2 separate regions of the Mus musculus genome follow, and region 1 is linked to region 2. The links are chromatin contacts, called in public HiChIP or PLAC-seq maps. All regions are on one chromosome and are shown on one strand. The core of a region is the stretch at or near the end of the contact, and the rest is flanking DNA. Distances in the headings are between cores, read along the strand shown.

The links. HiChIP or PLAC-seq counts read pairs in DNA pulled down with a chosen protein or histone mark.
Region 1: an H3K27ac HiChIP or PLAC-seq map of regulatory T cells shows a contact between it and region 2, with 6 times the contacts expected there. The contact joins the promoter of Arl5a here to the enhancer-like site in region 2. A contact is called at or near these places in 2 of 39 promoter capture datasets (liver and pre-B cells), 1 of 15 datasets of contacts at CTCF or cohesin (CD8 T cells), 25 of 484 Hi-C or Micro-C datasets (the Ba/F3 cell line, the C2C12 cell line, CD4 T cells and 15 more), 16 of 115 datasets of contacts at active chromatin or transcription factors (CD8 T cells, the SCID.adh cell line, bone marrow-derived dendritic cells and 9 more) and 3 of 9 other capture datasets (adipose tissue, liver and pancreatic islet).

Annotation. Positions count from the first base shown.
Region 1 is chr2:52,420,431-52,426,948 of GRCm38.p6, reverse strand. Arl5a (ADP-ribosylation factor-like 5A) reads left to right here and starts at 2,075. Exons shown (of 6, transcript NM_182994.2): 1 at 2,075-2,359. The coding sequence starts at 2,314. A430018G15Rik (RIKEN cDNA A430018G15 gene) reads right to left here and starts at 1,937. Exons shown (of 3, transcript NR_165461.1): 1 at 1,794-1,937.
Region 2 is chr2:52,314,142-52,320,860 of GRCm38.p6, reverse strand. Neb (nebulin) reads left to right here. Exons shown (of 157, transcript NM_010889.1): 10 at 1,123-1,227. It overlaps 4930573O16Rik (RIKEN cDNA 4930573O16 gene), which reads right to left. Exons shown (of 4, transcript NR_040620.1): 4 at 5,621-5,763. Among named protein-coding and RNA genes, the nearest start is that of Neb, 21 kb to the left of the region's middle. Within about 2 kb of position 4,915, at least 48 of the 459 cell types and tissues checked have an H3K27ac peak or open chromatin away from gene starts, as enhancers often do. A contact at or near this core is called in the Ba/F3 cell line, CD8 T cells, the G1E-ER4 cell line and 8 more, where this site is marked.

The DNA of each region.
Region 1 (6,518 bases), core at 826-3,325, 110 kb before region 2:
ATGATTTTTTTTTTCTCTAGAAACTATTACTAGTCAACAACCTAGGGTTTCACCCTGTATGAGTCATATGGAGGTAAAGACTGCTTCCCTAATTCTAGCCTCCCTGACTCCGGAAGCACACAGCTGTGTCTTCATGGTAAGAGACTGTCCCCCTCTTATTTGGCTATCCACTCCCTCTGGAGTTGCCTGGGAATTGTTTTTGCTAAGGAGGGCAAATACAGAGCAATGGCAAAGCTCACTGTTTCTCTTTAGTTCCACAGGCTGTTTCCCAGTATCTGGAAACAGTTGTTTCTTGTGTTGTATCCAGTATTCTGCTTGTTAACTGTAGAATGGTAAAGCACATGTTTTACTCTCTCCTGCCTTGAAGCTGAGGTCTTTCATGGCATTTTGCTCATGACTTTAAAAATGGATAAAATATTTAGAAGGTCTCAGAAGGAAGAACAAAATGTTTGATATCCCTCATTAAAGATTCCCAGTTACATCTATAGTTAACAATTTTGTATTTTGTCTACTAAAGTCAGCCAAGATTCTACTAGTCAACTCCATCCCCCCTTCTGTGAGGGACACTTGGAAAATAGCCTAAGAGACCATTTCCTTAATAGAGTTCTAAAACACAGATCTCTAACTTCATGGGTAAATGTAGGTCTGGCATACATTAATAAGTTGCCAAAGACATGTGGGAATTTGTAAAATGACTCAGAGCCGCTAAAGCCCTGCCTAAACTGGATGGGAATGGAATCACTAAAGAGCTCATGTAAGTTGGTTATGCGAACATTGATCTTCTAAACAGCCCACTGGCTATTAAGTATATCCAGATCTAATTCTCCTTTATGTATGCCTCCTCTAAGACTGGCATTTGAACGCAAGCCCCCAAAGAAGATGAAGAACTCTTTCCCATACATTGAGCTATACGGTAGTATATGGTTAGGAGTCAGGCAGAGTATAGTGCTTCATTTCATGTGGCTGTTGAGGATAAGGTCGGGAACAGCTCGAAAGGGCCTTTCACAAGTCTCCCACATTTTTCCGTCTCTGCCTTTTTTTTTTCCCTCCCTTTTACAAACTTAAAGAGGATAGAAAGAGATGATGCTGATTCTACTCTTTTTGTTTGTTTATGTGTGTGGAAGAAGTAGACAACCCCAGTTTCTCTTTGAGTCAAAACTATCACAGTCGTCAGTTAACCTCAGGAATCGACCCTGTTCCTACATCAGGAATATGGAGATCTAGAGTCTACCTGTTTAGCTAAAGGGAACTAAAGTAAACAAAAACAAAACACAGGCAAGAACTCTTCGTTCGGATCAAGTTCGCCAGCGATTACTTATATTTTACTTTTCAGCCACTTATCCTGCGGGGAGTGGGGGTGGGGGTGCGCAGGGGCGCAGAGCTGGACACTCGCATACCAGGAGGCACAACTGTTTAAACTTTAGGCAAGCAGCAGAATGAAGAGCACAGACAGCATTTGGCCATCTATTTAACATGATGGTGACTCCTGAATGAGAGAAAAAGACGATCATATCGTGAAGACCAGTGAGTTTCTTGTCTACAGTCTTTTTGGACTCAGCTCAGACGGCTTTTGTGCCTTAAGATTTTTAAACCGGGGAGATACTTAAGGAAAAGTGTTCTAGCCAAGAGTGGCCTGAGAGCAGAGGGAGATTGGAGAGGGAAGAGCGCTGAGAAGCAAAGGTAGAAGTACGAAAAACCGCAGCGACAAAAAAAAAAAAAAAAAAAAAAAAAATAGGCCAATGATTTCTGCTGCTTGTCAGGGAAAATAGGCTCTAAAGAGACTTAAAGCTTACCATCGTCGGGGTCCAAACCTGGCACTTTTGGAGTTGAGTATGGTTACATATTTGCATTGTGACTTAGAAACAACCTCAAATCCCCGACATTGGCGCGCCTAAAGCGCCGCAGCCTTCCTTCCACTGACCCTCCGCGCCGCAGAGGCCTCCCAGCCCCTCGCCCCGCCTCCAGCCCCCTTGCCCCGCCTCCAGCTCCCTCGCTCCGCCTCCGGGCACGGCGCCTGCGCAGTCCCCTCGCTCCGCCCCGCCCCTGCCCGAGCCACCGCCGGAGAGGAGCTGGGGGAGGACGGTGGCCCGCGAGGTTCGAGCAGACAACGCGGCGGCGATGTCCGCGAGCCAGGCGAGCGCCGCGGCGGTAGCGGCGGGGCCTCGCGCGTGGCTGGGCGGCCTGGGCTGCGGCCTCCCCGCGGGTCCCTGGAAGCGGGCGCGCGGCCGGCGCGGGAGCAGAGGCGGAGGCCCCGGCGCGTCCTTCTGCCCCGCAGCCTGAGCCCGGGAGGCTGGAGGGCTCCGCTGCCCGAGGATGGGAATTCTCTTTACCCGGATCTGGAGGCTGTTCAATCACCAGGGTGAGGCTGGGCCGGGCGGGGAGGTCCCGGCCCTTGTCGGGCAGGAGGGTCGCCTTTGTCTCCGGGGAGCTGGGGAGAGGTTCCTCCCGCCATACACCCATTTCTCCGATTTGATCGCGAGCGCAAAAGGTGCCCTGCCCCACGCCGAGGGCCCAGCGCGCTGCCTGGCCTGCTTCCATCCCCGTCGCCTGCCCGCAATTGTGTTTGGGCCGCACGGGCAACAGCTGGGGTTCTAGAGTGAGGACCGAGGGCCCTGACCCTAGCGGCGCCACCGAGCCCACGGCTTGCAGAATGCGGAAAACTGGAACTAGTGCTGGATCCGTCTGGTTCGCTTTGGGGGGTGGGGGTGGGGGTGGGGGTGGGGGGGATGGGCGGGGAGACCCTCGCTGCGGAATAGTGATGGAGTGTCTCTCCTTTGCGCCGTTTGTCTCAGTGGTAAAGGTCAAGCCTAAGGTCGTTTTCTTTCTTAGGTTATTAGAAGGTTTTGGGTTTTGTTTTGTTTTGTTTTGTTTTTGGCCCTTGTTAAAGTGTTTCGCTGAAAGCTTTTAAAAGCCTGCCTCGGGAGGCAGGCTTCATTAGCATTAGGTAACTAGCAGGTTACTGTGTTAAGTTCGCCTAAATGCAGACATTTGCCACGGAAAGGCATAGGGGATTTATTAAAAAAAAAAATTACAAAATGGGTGTGTGATACTGGAGAGAATATGGTCCTAACAGAACTACATAGTTACTGAAATGAAATATAGTGCTTTTTTTTAAAAAAAGCTCTACTTGCAGTTCATTCCATCTGTCAAGCACGTACAGTTTTTCTCTTGTATAAGCTGGTAGCGTTGTCGCACCCCCACTTTTTCCAGTTAAAACTTAATGAACGGTGGCGCCTACTATTTAGAAGGAGCAGTTGCCGGGCTTGCTCCTCCTCTGGGATAGAGCTGGTTTTATGGGACTTGTAATCCCTAGTGGGTTCTGCTTTTTTTAATAATAATTTTTTTAAAAATGATACCTAAGATAACGGTACTAAATGAAGTGGAAGGCAATAAAGAGGATATTTCCATTAGCTCTGTCTGGTCAGCAGAGAACGTGTGACGGGGTAGTGGTTTCTAGTGGCTTCATAATTCTGTGGGTTTAGATACTCTCACCTAGCACAGGAGGGATTTGTGGGGTCTACAGTTTTTGAATATTTAATCTCTAGGTTTGAAGTACTAAAGGTTACATTGTTGTAGAACTGGTGATATTTGTGTGGGTAATAAGTGTTCTTATTCTAGTTCTGTCCTCTACAGTCTTGAATTTAGTGAGACTAGTGTTTCAGTTCTGCTTTGGTTTAGAAAGACCTTTTGCTTTAAAGTGTCTCTGGTACTGGTCTCACTTTCTTCTTTGAGTCAGTGACCAAACCGTTGCTGTAACTTAAAAAATGAATTAGAACTTTAAAAGAAACTCACCTAGTTGCACATGATAGCAGGAATGCATTGGTAGCAGCACAGATCTTGTGCTCTGCATTTTGTAGTAGCATTTGCCTGAACGTTTACTCAGAGTTTGAAAATTAACAAGAGGATTAATAGAGTCCAGTTCCTAGGAAATTACCAGTCAATAGAGTGAGATCGTGAAGAAAAAAAATCGTTAAATGGTCTCTTCCCAGCTCAGTAGCCTCACGGAATTCACTGTCACAAACACTTGTTGCTAGTCTTGGACCTGTGGAGAAGGGGGCACATAAGTTAGGTGTGTCTTCGATGCTTTGTTTTACAGAAGGATCAGCACACGTTTCTATACTCTTTTCATGGAGAGCTGCGGAGAGAGGCTTTGGGTAATTGCAGAGTTTGCTATATCGATGAACGCAGAGACTTAGCAGCTCTGGCTTCTCAAAAAGCAGCTGCTCAATTAAAGCTGAGCTGGTGAACTGCTTGCTGGGCCCAGAAAACCAGAGCTATGTTTAGGTGGGGCACAGATTCCGGAGCGCTCAAACTTTATTCTAGATACTGCCATTTATTGACACCATTAAAAAGTATTGTAGCTGGGGCTGTAGCTTAGTTGGTAGAGGGCCTGCCTCCCTTTCACCACACCCATTCAAGAGATAACGGGATGTGGTGGTGGGGTCCCCTGTGATCCTGTCACGTAGGATGCACGTCCTTGGTTACATAGTAAAGTTAAGGCCAACCTGGGCTAACATGAGATTCTGTCTCCGAATATTTTCCTGGAAGAGAGGAAGCAGGCTCGAGTGACTTCTGTCAGACAATTGGGAAAGGAAACAAGTGTGTTGATGCTTGTTGATCTTTTTAAGAAGCCACTGTCAGCTTTTCTGTCCCCTCTTTTCTCCCTGTTGACTGAGTTGTGAATCTTTAGCTTAGATTTAGGTTTGCCAACAATGACTGTATCTCTAGAACTTGTTACCAGTGTTTGGTTTAAATACCTTTCTAGGGCAGCAGTTCTCAACCTGTGGGTCTCAATCTCTAAGACCATGGGAAATCATTGATTTTTTTTACTTTTATAACAGTAGCAAAATTATAGTTATGGAGTAGTAACAAAAATTTATGGCTGAGGGGGTCACCACAACATGAGGAACTATGTAAAAGGGTCTTCGAATATGGGAGGCTGAGAACCACGGCTCTGGGTGTTGGGAATAAGTCGGAGAATGAAAGAGACAAATCCCCTCGCCTTTACAAAGCGGCTTGTTATAGTCCAGGGCAGCAGAAAAGAAACCCAGCCTGTCTCTATAGATGAAGGAGCACTTCGTAATTCTGGTGACTTTTGCAACACTGGTTCCAGTTGTTCCATCGGGTGTTGGTTAATCTGCCTCAGTTCTGTTCCTTCTAAAAACTTTCTTCTTTAAAGATGCTCATTAGGGCTTTATTTATTTAAAATAATAGGCCTGGGATGTTAAACAAGGATCTCTAGTGCCAGCGTGTTCTCATCACCCCTACCCCCACCACACACACACACACACACACACACACACACACACCTTTATAAAGAATGTGGTAGGTGAAGGAAGATCCTTTCCAACACCTACGTAGACTGTAAAAGGTTGTGGAGTTTCCCTCTTGGCAGCCTTGCTCCTCCCTCTGCTCATTGGTTGTTAGTTAGGAAAGGAACCAAGTTATGAATGAGTGCTGGCAAAGGCACAGGCTGTGTTGGTCTTGTGTTGGAGAAGCCACCTCAGTTCCTGGTCTTTTTTTCAAGGGAGTTCAACCATGCAGGAGTGTACAGCAGGAAGGTGACTGGACATTGTACGCTGTCAGGAGCTGTCAGGACGCTGCCTCTTAGCTCCAGGTGGAGCTCACTGGAGGGACCTTGGGGGAGGAAATGCTCGTTCCTGGTGACAGTGTGCACTCTGGACGAGCTGTTTGTAGCACATGCACCTTCACCCTTGGTACCTGGGGCTTTCGTGGCATGGTGATTACTTTTATCTTCTCAGCAGGACCTCGCTCTAATCTGTATGAGACATTTTCTTTGTGAGACTTCCCAACCTCAAGTTAGTGTGTGATTTCTGCCTCCTAATGGCTCGCTGATTTTCATCTTTGTTTCTCATTGTTTTTTCCTCCCTCGGCAATGTCTTCAAAGCAAGTCTTTGTTACTGAAGTTTTAGCTTAATCAGGTGTGTCTGAATGTTTGATGTTGGGACGCAACTTGTCATCTACAACGTTCATGCTCAGAATTGCATGGTCAAATTTTACCAAAAAAAAAGTAAAAAACGTCATAGTGTTTTAAATAAATTTATGGCTTTTGTGCTGGGTCATGTAGAATTGACATGCCTGCCAGACCTAGACTTAGTAAGGCTAAGTGATATTTTGAATATGAGATGATAGAGGTGTTTGTGTTTTCCAACTTTATGTAATTCATAGAGATAGAAGGTTTTTAGATGACAGTTACTTTTAATTGTTTTGATTAGTTTACCAAATAGTTGTCAGATACAGACAACCAGTGGACTAGTAGTGTGCCTGGGTGTGTCAGAGAAAAGGAAGGAGGAAAGAACCATGGACAAGAAGTATTTTTATGACAAAACAGTATTGATTGGTAAGGTAGAGGCCAGGTCAAACTCTGAATCCCAGCAGACAATAATGGTGTGTTTGAGCTTTCCTGAGTGCAGGAGTGCTGTGGGGGAAGGCCTTCTAAATGAAGTCATACAAACAGCGATTGCAGTGATTCACAAATGTCACGGAGTTGGAATGGC
Region 2 (6,719 bases), core at 3,666-6,165:
ATATTGTCATGTTGAAGTGAAGGTATTGTGTGATAGAAGAGTGGGAAGATGACTTCCAGTCCAGTTTCTGCTGGAGTCAGTCCCTGACCACTCCCACTAGTTAGAAGATTCAGGAAGGCAGGCAGAGAGGAGAGATGAGATGAAGGGAGTCTGTGATTTATATGTACCAGACTTCTTTGTTTTGTTTTGCTTTTTTTTTAAAGACAATAGAAGCTTTAACAGGCTGAAAGGAAGGAGGTAGTAAGGAGTGAGAGGCAGAAGCTGTGAGACATAGCAGGGACAGTTGATGGAGGAGCCATGTACAAATGGCAGGAGAGGGGATGGTAGAAAGCTCAGGAGGCCCCTGAGGACTGCTTCTTAGAGCCCAAGCAGAAGGTCAGAGGTAAACTGTAAGTCCAAAGCCCCTCCTTTCTCCACAAGAGAGACCACTGGAGTAGAACAGAGTTCAAGACCTGCTTCTGGGAGCCTGGACACATCATGGGATACTCAAGTTTCACTGAAGACAAAGTGGCAGCTGGACATCATAAAGTCATAGAGTGGTAGACATAGAGCCCCAGGCAAGTTCCAGTTCACAGAACCAAAAATTGGGTAGACGACCTATAGAGTTCACGTTAGGTGCTTGAAGTCTTACTCCCATACACCTTGTTTCTATGCCCTTCTTAACCCCACTTACAATGTTAGCATCATCCCATCGGTTAGTGTGTGTGATTCTCCCCTGTACCACTCAGCATCCTGGGTCAGAGAATAGAATGATATGTAATTAAGTTATCTAGAAGTGGGCGTGGCTAAGTAGGTATGAAGAAAAGACAAGATTGAGAGTGGAGGATGTTAGCGAAAAGAAAACTTGCCATTGCCAAGGATGCTATGAAGACAGATGCAAAGAAACAGGCCAAGGACCAAGAATCCTTGAGAAGAGAGAAGACTCAAACAGAAATGAGTGAGAGTCCTGAGAGGCAGGGCGTGTAAACCAGGGGACAGTCGAGGCTCAGTAGTGCACAATAATTAAATGTGAGAGACAAAACATTGGCGTTGTTAAAAGGGCCAAGGAGCAAGTGCAGTATGAAAAATGAGGGCTGATTTTCCAGATGCATATGAGCATTCTTGCCTTTTACTTTTTGTCAGATTGCCTACAAAAAAGGACTCACTGAGCAGCAAACTCAGTTCACGTCCCTGCCTGATCCTCCTGAGGTCGAATTTGCCAAGAAAGTAACCAACCAAGTGAGCAAGGTAAGCATAGAGCAGTGGGTGGGCCCTGTCTCTCTTGGCAACCTACTGATGGTGAACTGAAAGAAGAAACAGAAGCACCAGGGGTATGATTGCATATGCCCTGCCTCCCTCCCCCCCCCCCCAAAAAAAAACCCTTTACACCAAAAACAGCACATGTGCTGATCACATAAATGGCTTCAGTGGTTAGTGAACTTGGTGACTCAGTGATTTTTAAATGTCACAGTCACCTCTTGATAAGGCAGCTTATTGGCTTATAGCCACTTGACATTTTCCGAGAAAGATACCCAGGTCACTGACTGACTAAGCTACACCCTCTGTGGAGGCTGCGGTTTAACTTGGGGGATGGGGAGACACCCTGGCAGTCTTATGTACACTCAGTCAGATGTGGACAGACTGCATGAGTGAGCTCTCAGACAAGGCTCAATGGCCAGTGGTGGGGCCAGCACTTTAAGAGCTTTGAAACCCTAGCAAGCTGCTGCTTTTGCCTATATTTAGCCAGATAAAGTAACACAGAAGGATGCAGCTGTGGCAAGGAATGCAGGGAGACAAGTGTTCGGCTGGTACATAGGCCGAGCTAAGTCCTGTTGTGATGAGGTCCCATCGGGCCACTCTCTCTGAGACACAGCTGCTTTTATCTTCCCTTCTTTTCCTCTGAAAGTCGAGACTCAGTTTCATCTTCTGCTTCAATTTTGACTGAACTTCAGGATTCATTTTTTCTCTTTCTTCTTCTTTTTCTTTTTCTTTTTTTCTTTTTCTCTTTCTCCTCCTCCTCCTCCTCCTCCTCCTCCTCCTCCTCCTTCTCCTCTTCTTCTTCTTCTTCTTCTTCTTCTTCTTCTTCTTCTTCTTCTTCTTCTTCTTCTTCTTCTCTCTCTCTCTCTCTCTCTCTCTCTCTCTCTCTCTCTCTCTCTCTCTCTTTCTCTTTTAGCTAGAGGTGGGCTATTGAAAGAAAAGATAGAAATGATATAATCTCTCCCACAGTGTTTTTAGCTTCTCCTTTTGAAGAGTATTTAATGTAAAACCCAGGGGCTGTGTATGTATAGTAAAATTAGTGAGGACACTAGCAACCTTCCCCTAGGGCTGAGCAGAAAGAGGTTAAATGAAGGACTTTGCATATTGACATGGCTTCTGGGTGTGTCCATAGCAGAGAAAAAGATAGAACAAAAAGATTGTTTGGGAGAAGTTGTATTCCAAGTGGTCATTTCAAAATAATCCATTTTTAATTTGTATGTAAAGACTATCTCAATTCGAGTAGAATTCTTTTTTATCTAATTTGAGCATGCAGAGTGGACATTTGGAAGTGACTTTTAACTTGCTTTCAAACTTTCCCATAGCCACTCTCCATCAATTTAGATCCACCAATGAAAAACAAGTTGTGCAATTCTGTAAGGCAGCCCTTAGACAAAGCTGACAACTGAGCTCTTAAAACATGACTAGAAAAAAAAAACCCTGAGAATATTAGGGGATTTAGACTCCTACAATAAATTATAGGCAGAGTATCTTAAACAGCAGGCTCTAGCTTCTCAAAGTCTCAGAAAAGTGAAAGTCAAAATGAAATGCCATCACATTATAAGCTAAGAATTCCATTTATGAATTGGAAGAGGGCACATACCTGAGTCTGTTCCCCTAACACCGAGTCTTTCTTTCACACAGGAAGCATAGCCTGGATCTTAAATGCTTACCATGAAGTAAAAACAAATGTAAAATAGCCCGTCTCTGTTTATACCAACTATGTGCTAGAATGGTAGTGCATTGGATCTATTAGGTTAAGTAAAGTATATTAAAGTTCTCTTCCCGCCTGTTCTTTTGCATCTTAAGAGATATGGCTTCTGGACTAGCTTCGTGTCAGGTCTGTCTGGACTGCACACTGTTTGGAGAGGGTGACACAGTATTAAGTACTTGGTAAGAGTTGCACACCTAACTTTGACCTTGTAGAATAATCTGAGCTGAGTGGCTGAAGATGAAGGTCGCTGGGTTTGGCCACAGAGACATAATTTATCCAAGTCTTATCCAGATTCCTAGAGTCTGTTGTGCATCAAAAATACCAGTCTCTTTAGTGAGAAATATTGTACATGGTAGTCATCCAGCAACATGGCATCCAAGCAGAGGCCCAGGCTGCCAAGGGTGACTTCTTTTTGATGCTTTCCCTCATCTTCCCCACGGTCAGGCTTTTTGGATTCCCCACCTCAGCATCTTTGTAGCATCTTTTTCTCCAAAATAGATTTAAAATGTCTCTCTTTCAGACACTTAAAACTCTTGATGCTTCCTTGCCAAGCTATGCCTTCCGTGCCTACTGTCCTTTTTACAGCTTCCTGTTCAGCTGGTAATGATCATACTCTGGCAACGGTTGCACTGATATTACATCCTCTCCATTGGCTCTTCTTACTCTCCTTTTCACAGTATATTCATTTCCTTTTATCTTTGCTAAAACCAGGAGCTTTATGCCAGCACCCTTCTCAGTCTTGGGTATGCTGTGTAGGTGTGACTTAGGTGAATAACGCAGGATCCTGACTTGTTCCTACAACAGATATTCCAGGTGAGAGAACAGGCTCACCAGGACCTGCTGAACGTGGATTCTGCATACACCATTGGGAAGTGCCTTTAGTTTCTCTGTGCTTGCCTCTTTGCTTCCCTCCGGTAGTTTCTCTGTGGAACCTGGAAAGCTTTTGTAAAAAGTATGTCTTGCAGCGGCACATTGTTAAGTAACACGGAGCCCTGATCTTCTGAAATATTCTATTGCATTGAACTAGGGAGATGCCTATGGATCTCACCATAAGGCATTTTATTGAGTCTGGAAAGTAACTCTGGACCAACTACGGTCAATAATGTAACCCAGTGAGGATGCCCTACATGCTCTGAACAATAACTTCTCTGCTAATGGAGATGACTGGTAGCTCAGTGCTAAGCTACTTAGAAGAGAAGTGATTAACTCCTTTCAGTTTCTTTCCATTTGGTAACCATATAAAAACTACCGGTGCCTATCTGGAAAGTGGAAAATGAAGCCATGAGTTTAAGCAAAACACCAGGAAGCCTAATTTTGAAGCCCAGTGCCATTAGCTGTCTAGTGGTAAGGAGAGCCTATGGTTTAAGGAAACAACCACTGTGCCTACTGGCATCTGGTCACCTCCCCCTACAAAGTTGATATTCAGAGCTTGGATCTGACCTGGTATCCTTTCCTCTATTTAACAAGTTTCAGGGAAACTTCAGTCCGATCTTTCTTCTAGGCTGTCATTGATCAACTACAAGAGAGTGGGAGGGAAGATTAAGGAGAAAGTCTCAGGGTTAGACAGAAAGTTCGATGCTGGGCTTCCGATATGGGGGAGACTGCCCACGAGGACACTGCCTGCCTTTTCCTTTCGCCTTCTGGTCAGAGACCTGTCCCTTTGACCTCCTTCCTTCCTGCACATAAAGGGGAATGAGGAGGGTACCCTCCTCAGCAATTAGCAAGCTACAGCCACCCCTTCTCCCATGCAGGGGGACCCCTTACTGACATAAGAGGACTTGGGTATAGACTGTGAGTGATCAGTCCCCAGCCAGACCCATGGCAGGAGGAAATAGCAAGCTTTTATTCCTGGAAGGTGAGAAGAGAGGAAGGACCTTGGAGGAGATGTCGGGGTGGTTTTGTGCTCTGCTCTTTATCTTGTTTAACTACTTCCTCAAAAGCCACAAGTCTATCTCTGTTGTGAGAATTACACTCCTACTCAGTTCTCTGCTGCAAAGCTACACACCCAGCACCCGTTTCTCTGTAACAGCCCAGGGCTGGCCAGGAATAGTATCTGCTGCTTCTCAGTGTTTCAGTGTTGTCACAAAGACCTCTGTATATCAGCTTTTTGATGCCTCAGGTCTCATCTCTTTGCCTAAAGTCCTGAACTGCCCGGCATTCTCCCAACCCCCACCCCACCCCCCGCACAGATCATCAGAAAGACTTAAAGACTGAACCCTGAAATGGGGGAGCATCAAAAACTTCTGAAATGGTTTTTTGTTCTTTGCTTTTTATGTTTGACTACTTTTTATTGTTTTCCTTATTTAGTTTGGTTTTGGCTTTTTGAGACAGAGTCTTACCATAGAACCCAGGCTAATTTTGAATTCATGATTCCCTTGCCTCAAGACTTCTAAAGCACTTTTTTTTTTTTTTTTTTTTTTTGTAACAGATATCTGCCACCATGTTCAAATCAGACTTTTGGAAGCGTTAGTGTTTATGGGTATTTTATTCATCTATCTGATTCTTAAGAAACCTGTTTCCCAAAAGATTAGAAGTACTTCTACGGGCAGCCTTGGCAAGTCCCCAAATCTATTAATTCACTTTCGTTTTGTATTGGGGATTTACTTCAACAGAGGAGGTGTCTTAGTTAGGGTTTCTATTGCCGTGAAGGGACACCGTGACCATGGCAACTCTCAATAAGAAAAACATTTTATTGGGCCTGCTTTCAGCTTCAGAAGTTTAGTCCATTATCATCACGGCAGGAAGCGTGGTGGGGAACAAGCAGGTAGACACCATGCTGGAAAGATAGCTGAGAGCTCCACATCTGGATTGGTAGGCTGTAGGGAGAGACAGACAGCATCTGAAACCTCAAAGCCCACCACCAGTGGCACACTTCCTCCAACAAGGCCACTCCTACTCTAACAAAGCCTCACCTCCTGATAGTGCCACTCCCTCTGAGCCTATGGGGTTGTTTTCATTCAAACCATCATAGGAGGGTAGCTGAATTAGTTAGCAGTCTACTGTAGAGTTTGTTGTTCTGTTTTTGTCTGTTGAGGTAGGTTCTTTCCATGTAACCCAGGATGGCTTGATCTCAAGATTCTACTGTGTCTGCAGATCTGAGTCTTAGACAAATTCAGTTTCTCTCTCTGTGTGTCTGCCTCTCTATCTGTCTCTCTTGTCTAATATACAGTTTTCTCCATTTCCTTATGAGTTGTCATTATTATAATTACTGTACCATACATTTGCTTAGTGCTGTAGATACACAAAGCATCTTTATCATATGATCTTGCTTTATCTTTCTAGCAATGTTCTGTGTAAAATACAGCAGCAGCCCTTGGGATTGAGAAAGTTGAAGTGCTGAATCATTAAGTCAAAACTTTAATAATGACTGTGTCCAGTCATGGGCACTAAAAATCCAGAGATCTAAAATGAACAGCTATAAAAGCTGTTCACGGATAATTAGCATATTGACCATTGCAAAAACAGGAAATAGGGCATTTGGGAGAAATCTGCACTTCCTTTTACGCTGGTTCTGTACATCAGAGCTTGAGTTAGCAGTATAATGGCGAAGGACTTTCTAGTTCCATGAAGGGTGTGGTCGAGGTATAGGTGCATGCAAGCCACCTGACACTGTCTTTGGCATAGCCATGTTAGTCAAGGAGAGTCATTCTAACCCTGCTCTAGCTTTGCCTCATAGTCCCAGATCTGGGGTTGTGTAGGTTAATTCTGTTCCAAGAACACATGGGCCATGATAATTCATAGCAATGTATCTTAGATCAGTGGTGAGGTAACT